Regions from separate parts of the Hordeum vulgare genome. Here region 1 is linked to region 2. A link is a contact called in public Hi-C data. All regions are on one chromosome and are shown on one strand. Each heading gives the region's core, a stretch centred on a gene start, on an enhancer-like site or on the middle of the called end of the contact. The rest is flanking DNA. Distances are from core to core; before and after follow the strand shown. Region 1 holds the start of LOC123426814 (serine/threonine protein phosphatase 2A 57 kDa regulatory subunit B' kappa isoform-like). Region 2 holds the start of LOC123426806 (auxin-responsive protein IAA15-like).

Region 1 (3,408 bases), core at 828-3,327, 430 kb before region 2:
ACTTGGTGGTTTTGAGAGATCAAACCGAACAAGTGCTCGTTGTTCCACAGGAATAAGGCTCTTTCAGCAACCTGTAAGCAGGAACAATATTCTTAGCTTCTAGGCTAGGAGTGTTCGAATTGTAGAATAAATCATGTCACAAACAAAAACAACAGGTTTCTCCATTCATCAGCACATGGCGCATAGAAGTGTTCCACATCTATAAAGTTTTGTGTAGGCATACAAAGAAAAAATCTCCAACAAACAACATAAGGAGAAAGGAAAGAATGTAATTTGCATTGGTGTGATTACTCAGCATTAGCCCTTGTGGCCAATTAAATAGCAGCTACATCCAAATGTGAAGAATCTCTGAAGGGAATTCTTTGAGCAAAGTATAATTTGAAAATGAATACAACAGCACATATCTGGGTGGTAAATGTGATGCTGGTTCGAAATACAAAGACGGCCCACAAGAATGCAAGAGATTTTCAATTGAAATAACTGCCTCAAGTCCTGAACTAAATGAGTGTTCTGACAACCAACAATGAGAGCTATAAGCTAGTAAAGAAACTTAATGAAACAACAAACACTGGCAATAGGATATTACAGGTCGATATCCTGGGACAAAATTTCACCTGAAAATGAGAGCTATTCAAGCAGTGTGCAACCCTCCGAAACAATGGGACCATGCACTTCTGGAACTCAGGCATTTCTGTCAATTCCAGCACCTCCTCCAACTCCCCCAAGAACATCATCTCCTTCTGACTGTTCGTCACTGGCCAGTACTTCAACAGGCCTCTGATCACAGTCCCTGAGAGCTTTGGTTCCTTGTCAATAAACTGTGTAATGCAGTATGTCAACTGTGGCAGATACATGCCCACTGTCTTCGGTTTATGAAGAGGAATCAATGCCTTCCACAGAAATAATTTATGCTCCTCCTTCAATGGTTTCGCAAACCCACTAATCACACTCCCAAACACCTCCAAGAGTTCGCCAATCCCATTGTGACGATCAGCATCGGATACAAACCTATAGAAGATATTGCTCACAGCCTTGCGGATGAAGGGCCGATTACCCATGAATTTTCCATATATCCTATGCAATACTGTCTTCAAGCAATCTCTTTCTCTAGGATCATCAGAATCTAACAAATCAAGCAGCCTAGAGATGAACGAATTGTCCAAGTACTTGCGAGCCACCTTCACATCAACTACCGGAGAGGTGACGAACCGGAGGAGCAGCTCGTACACGACCTGTAAGTGGTACCATGAGGGGTCAAAGAATGGATCGTCCTCGTCAGCCTCGGCAGCTGCCCCCGTGCCTGGCCGGACCTTGGGCGGGAAGACCCTGAACAGGTTGATGGCGAACATACGCACACAGGCCGAAACCATCGCCTCCGTGAGGGGCTCCTCCGCCGTGCCGAGGCAGTCGACGAGAGACATGAGCACCTGCCGCTTTCGCTCCCTCTCCGGAGAGTCTCGGCCCCGGTCGTTGGAGAAGTCGAACAACACGCAGCAGACGTTGAGCTTCCGGAGGAACACGTCCTCCCTTGTCTCTCCCTCCGCTCCGGCGATAGCCGCGAGTGGAGGAGACGCCCGCATAGAGTCCCACTGCCTCCCATTCACGTCATACGACGTTGGGGACTTGGGCGGTGGAGATCCCCAGCCCCCGCCTCCGCCGGATTTCGGCGACTTCCCCGAGAGCTTACCAAGGAACTGCTTCCACATGGCCGCAGCAAACAGTCCGTAGCGCCGACCCCCCTCGCGTCAGACACCCATTTCAAGGAACCATGAACGGACCAGGGAGAAGTAAACCCACTACCCGCCACCGACCCAGGACACGCAGAGGCAAAGCAAATCTTGCAACGCAACGAACCGGGTTGGCCGCCGCGACCCGTGCAGCTGTCGGGGCGCCGGCCACAGATCCCGCAATGGCTGTGAGGGGGGATTAGATCCGAGAGCGGGACGCCGAGGCCTCCGCCATGGATGAGATCTCGGAGGCGGAGGGGGGCAGAAAGCGCAGAGCCTTTGGCGTTTTGGGTGGAATCGCAGTGGGAACCGAGCGGGGGGAGAAGAGCTGCAGTTTACAGCTGTTTGCGGGGAACGATGGCCACCGGAAGAAGGAAGGGGTGGCCGGATGCATCTCGGCCGTTCGTTTGAGATTGGATTCCCACGTATCGCCCGATGGAAGGTTTCGAGGTTTCCTGTGGTCTCAAAAGAAAATGTGAGCCCTTCTTTGATTCGCAGAATTCCCAGTAAGGAAAGTCTATATTAATATAATAAAGATATCAATTACATTTACCTTTTGTATCAACAAAATATTTAAAAACATCTAGAATACACACAGTCAAAAAAAAAAACAAAAAAAAAACGGTTAAGGTGATCAATCACTAGCATCAGCAGCACTCTAACAACCGTTGAAGATAATATCCGAATTACAAAAGTGGTTCTAGAAAAGCAACGTCTTTAAGAAAGAAGCAATGCACACGCATTGTTGTTGTCTGATCAAAGATATTGGATTTTCATCGTGAAGAAAGTCTGAATTCACCCAAAAAACAATTCCTTCAAAAAGGTCATTGTGAGATGCAACCAATAAAAGTCACACTTAGAGGGTGTTTGTTTCCAGGGACTTAAAAAAGTCCCTATAAGTCCAACCTAAACCAAACACAAGGGACTTATTGGGACTTATTGTGGTGATTTGGGACTTATCAAATAAAGACTCTCACCGAGGAGCTTATTGGGACTTATCCCGGGCCGGACCTACCCCGCGTCGCTCCAGGCTCGTTCCCCGCACTTCGCCCCGCCTCTCGGTCCAATCGCCGCCGCCGCCCCGCCTCTCGCCCCGTCGCCGCCCCACCTATCGCTCCGGTCGTCGCCCCGCCTCGGTTCGTTCTGCCTCGGTTCGCCGCCCCGTCGCCGCCCCGCCTCGGTTTGTTCTGCCTCGGTTCATTGCAGCGGTGCCTCCAATCGCCGGACAGGCCCTCTCCCGAGCCTCGTTGCAGCGGTGCTTATCCTGTGTGTCGTACGCGTTGGCTGATGACGATCCATGTGAACAAGTGTATTATTAGGTGCAACATGGACTTATAAGTCCGTGTAAACAAACAGGTAGGGACTCGGGACTTATAAGTCCCTGTAAACAAACAGGTAGGGACTTATGACTTATAAGTTGAGACTTAAAAAAGTCCTAGGACTTATGAAACAAGCAGGGCCTTAGGTCTTCACCCCTCGTAATCAAGACTCGGTATTCGAGGAGGAGCATAAAAAATGTAGTCCTCCAATGTCGTCGCCCCCACTTGACGAGGCAACCATTGCAAGTCACCAAACACCCGACACATAGTCTTCACACCATCTAATGCACCCTCCCACCAAGGCTATAAGACCTCTAATTGCAGCGGCCATAACTTTCTCCACCTCCATCAAAACCTTAAAA
Region 2 (3,830 bases), core at 937-3,436:
CCCTCCGTTCCTAAATATAAGACCTTTTAGATATTGCACTATGAACTACATACGGATGTATATAGACATATTTTAGAATATAGATTCACTCATTTTGCTCCGTATATAGTCTTCTAGTGTAATCTCTAAAAGGTCTTATATTTTAAAACGGAGGGAGTATTAACAAGAACAAGCAACAAAATTCTTTTATATTTAGCACGTGGTTATCTTATAGTGGAAAGATGCACCAAAGTTCAAGTTGTCAATTTCTTATCAATTAGAAAGTTTGTTGAACCCTCCAAATATAATGAGATATAGTGAGGTACGGACCAATAGATACAAAAGTCTGGATGAAGAATGAGGCCAAAACTAGAGCTGGTAGGCACAATTCTCAATTATTGTCCAATTTCACGAAGCCATTCAAATTACACATGAAACAACAGAGGATGAAGAAGATCCGTTTTTACAATCAGCACTTCCGTCTTCTCTGAGTTCGAAAGTAAGGACAATGGCTGTTGTCAGAAACATATACCGGTGTTCGTTCACTAGTTTCAACCCTATTCATGTCCGAAAAGCGAAGCAGATGAATTCAGGGATGTGAAATTAATTTATGAGCATAATTCGCCGCCAATAACTTTATAGCATTTCTTTAAGTTTTTCTGAGATTTACTGCTTAACTAGCAAGATCGACGGCTCATACAAATAGAGGCAAACTAAGAACATTTGGCATGGGTCCCAAGTTGAACAGACAATAGGCAATTGATAACCCAACAGGAACATCACATAGTAGTGAAAACCAGGAGCAATTTCGTGATCCCTTGGTACAGTGTAATAAATTTTCTATGTTGTGCCACAGGATCCGAGTTCCTTTACATATTACTACCAGATCAACAACTCAGTAAACCAAAATAATCGTTTCTCAGGCAAAGATAAACTGAAACTAAGAGCGTAAGATCACCAAACCATCCAGATTTCTGAACCTGAGATGCTATAGCACCTGATCAGTTAGCGATCCAAACCACGACCCTAATTAAGCAGTGTATATATGAACTTAAACAACAGGACATAGCTGACGAGCAACAGGAGCTGCAGCTGCATGCGGATTTTAACTGTAAAATAGCAGAAAAGGCCCAGGAAATTCACCTCCAGGGGACGTCTCCGACGAGCATCCAGTCGCCGTCCTTGTCCTCGTACGTTGGCACATATTCCGTGCCGCTCAGCGCGTCCACGAGCTTCATCTCCTCGTTACCAAGCTTGCCTGCATCCACAGTCAAATCGTCAGAACCCATGAGAGAGCAACACGTAGCTAACAACACACAGGCAAGGCATGCCGCGGCGGTGTACTCACGGACGGTTAGGTGGGAGATGAACTTGTCCTGGAGCGTGGCGAGGAGCTGGTCGTAGGAGGCAGGGCTTGTGTAGCCCGCGTAAGCCTTGAGGTCGACCTTGCGCAGGTAGGGCGCGCCGTCGACGGCCACCTTGACGAACTTGGTCTTGGACGAGGCCGCGGACGCGAGGGCGTTCTTCCGGAAGGACCGAACCGGTGGCCAGCCCACCACCTGCGCCCTGCACAGCGAGACCATGTCAGCTCAAAAAGCTTGGGCGCCAAATTTGAGACGGAAGGAGCGAGAGAAGGCAAGGCAGGCGCGCGTACTTGGGGGAAGGGGGAGAGTCGGAGGCGGCGGCGGTCGGGGAGGGGCAGTCGGGGTCGGAGGTGGAGGCGCGCTTGCGGTCGGGGTCGGAGCCGGGGAGGCGAAGGGTGAGGGCGGTGTCCTCGAAGTCGAGGCCCGAGGCGGCGGAGGACTCCGTGGAGCTCCGCTCCGTCTCCACCGACATGGCCGGCAGCTGCAGCCGCGCAGGAGGAGGAAGAGTTGGTGGTGCGGTGGGCTCGGTTTGTCGTGTGGCTCTCCGGTGGGTCGGTCACAGGCGGCGGCTCTGCGGGGTGGGGCGGGGAGGAGAGGAGGTTATAGGTGGGTGCGGTCACCGGTCTACCGGTCGTCGACGGGGGGGTTTAATTACGTGTCGGCCACTGGCGCGCTGACACCCGGAGCTACGCTCGTGAGCTTGGGTTTTACCCGCAATTTCTCGTCGCCATGCCGCTTCCCGCTGATATTTGCGCACAGGTCCAACACAGATCAGCTTTGCTCCATCCCGCCGGGTCGCGGAGGGCCCTAACGTAAATTCGCACCTCCTCCTTGGATTTTTCCCAACGCAATCCCCATTCCAAAGGGGATAGTATTTATTTATACTGCATTAAATCGGGTCATCATCGTCCTTGTCCATCCAGCGGTGGGGTGGTGCAGCATTAACGTTCGTGCCGCCCGTTTTTCCATGCGTGGGCCCGGGCTGCCGGTTGGCCACCCTGCAGGTCCACTCGGGCCCGCTGCGCCGCCCGATCCCGATCCGACGGCCGTAGCCGGCCCGGCAAAGGCGTGTACCAGCGGCGAAAGCGTACGGGAGGGGGGGACAAGGCGATAAAGCCGGGAGCACGTGGGTGTCGCCGGGCTGTCGGCGACGTGTCCCCCACCCGCCCGGTTTTACCTAATTAAATTCCAGCATCTCGCCTTTGCTTTCGCTTTCCATTCGGGCCTGCCGGAATCGAATCGGCTTCCTCTGCCCTCGCCCGCACGCTTTGCGCGAGAGCGACGCCGGCCCTCCACCCTCCGCCTCCAGCTGCTCTTGCTGCCTGCTGCTGCTAGTACCAACCTCGACTCATCTCTTGCTTTTCTCTTTTACCTATGGGACCCAGTGCTTTGGACTTGTCTGTAGTACTTTTCTTTTTTTGCGGAACAATACTCGTCAGTGGTGAGATTTATCTAATTCTGTCAATTTAGCGGTACTAGCGATAGTGAAGCTAATGGAGTACTTGACAACAATCTACTATCTCTTTTCTTTTCACGCGCAAAAAAAAAAAATCTACTCTCTCTTTTTGTCAGACAAAAAAACGCTATCTACCCCGTACTAAACTAGCCGCTGTACGGAGAATCGAAGTTTGGAATGAAGTGACACGCATGTGATACCATCAAGATCAAGCCATATTATAGGCAATAAGGTGCATGCACGTAAAAGCCACAGGGAATGCCGTTTAGGCGCTCAAATGCAGCACCCCGACATATTTGCACGCATCACATGCCGCACGACGGTGATCGGAGTACAAGGCCGAGAGCGGCTATCGTATCGAAGCGCCTCCATCCTGTGCACCGGAAAAGAAAAAGCAACGTCTTTTTTTCCCTTTCCCTTCCTGTGTCTCTGGGGACGAGTAGCGCTGGTCACCTTGTCCGCTAGACGCCGCATGGCCGGCCGGTGCAGGGCGAGTGGTGTTCGTCCAGCCAGGTTCAGGTTCCTGGCATTGCTTGTCTGCTTCCTCTCAAAGCCAACACAGCAATGCAACAGCAAGACCACTCGAGTGGCCTCCTCCTGACACAAAGCGCAAGCTGCACCTTCGGCTAGCTATACCACTTTCGCTTTATGTATGTGGTGCTAGTACGAAACAAGAATGCTGGGGGCGGAAGGAAACCCACGAGATCACTCTATTTTGGCTCCACAATAATCACTTTTAGCAGAAATCAATCGAGTGTTTAATTGAGCATTAGCAATTCCTTATTTAATAATCAATCAAACAGCAGCCATCTACAACGCATTAGCATGATCACTTTTACTCCGTTCGATTCAACGGCCGCAGCTAGCTGGACAAGGCCTGACGGGTCTCCGGGCTAGGTAGGCTTTCCGTTGTGCACGGAAGCGGCCTACACCACCAACTTGTTGCCTACAGTTGTGTACGTACGACTTGCACTGCCGCGCATCCGCATCGTCTGCGTCGGGCGGATCGGCTGCAGCAGAGCATGATGCCA

Evidence for each region. Hi-C and Micro-C count contacts between places; a contact is called where the count stands out from the background.
Region 1: a contact with region 2 is called in a Hi-C map of seedling, with 4 times the contacts expected there. The contact joins the promoter of LOC123426814 here to the promoter of LOC123426806 in region 2. A contact is called at or near these places in 3 of 6 Hi-C or Micro-C datasets (leaf and seedling) and 1 of 1 datasets of contacts at active chromatin or transcription factors (embryo).

What each region holds. Positions count from the first base shown.
Region 1 is chr1H:121,227,787-121,231,194 of MorexV3_pseudomolecules_assembly, reverse strand. It overlaps LOC123426814 (serine/threonine protein phosphatase 2A 57 kDa regulatory subunit B' kappa isoform-like), which reads right to left and starts at 2,077. Exons shown (of 2, transcript XM_045110717.1): 1 at 615-2,077; 2 at 1-71. The coding sequence starts at 1,706.
Region 2 is chr1H:120,798,324-120,802,153 of MorexV3_pseudomolecules_assembly, reverse strand. LOC123426806 (auxin-responsive protein IAA15-like) reads right to left here and starts at 2,186. Exons shown (of 5, transcript XM_045110705.1): 1 at 1,634-2,186; 2 at 1,328-1,545; 3 at 1,123-1,237. The coding sequence starts at 1,815.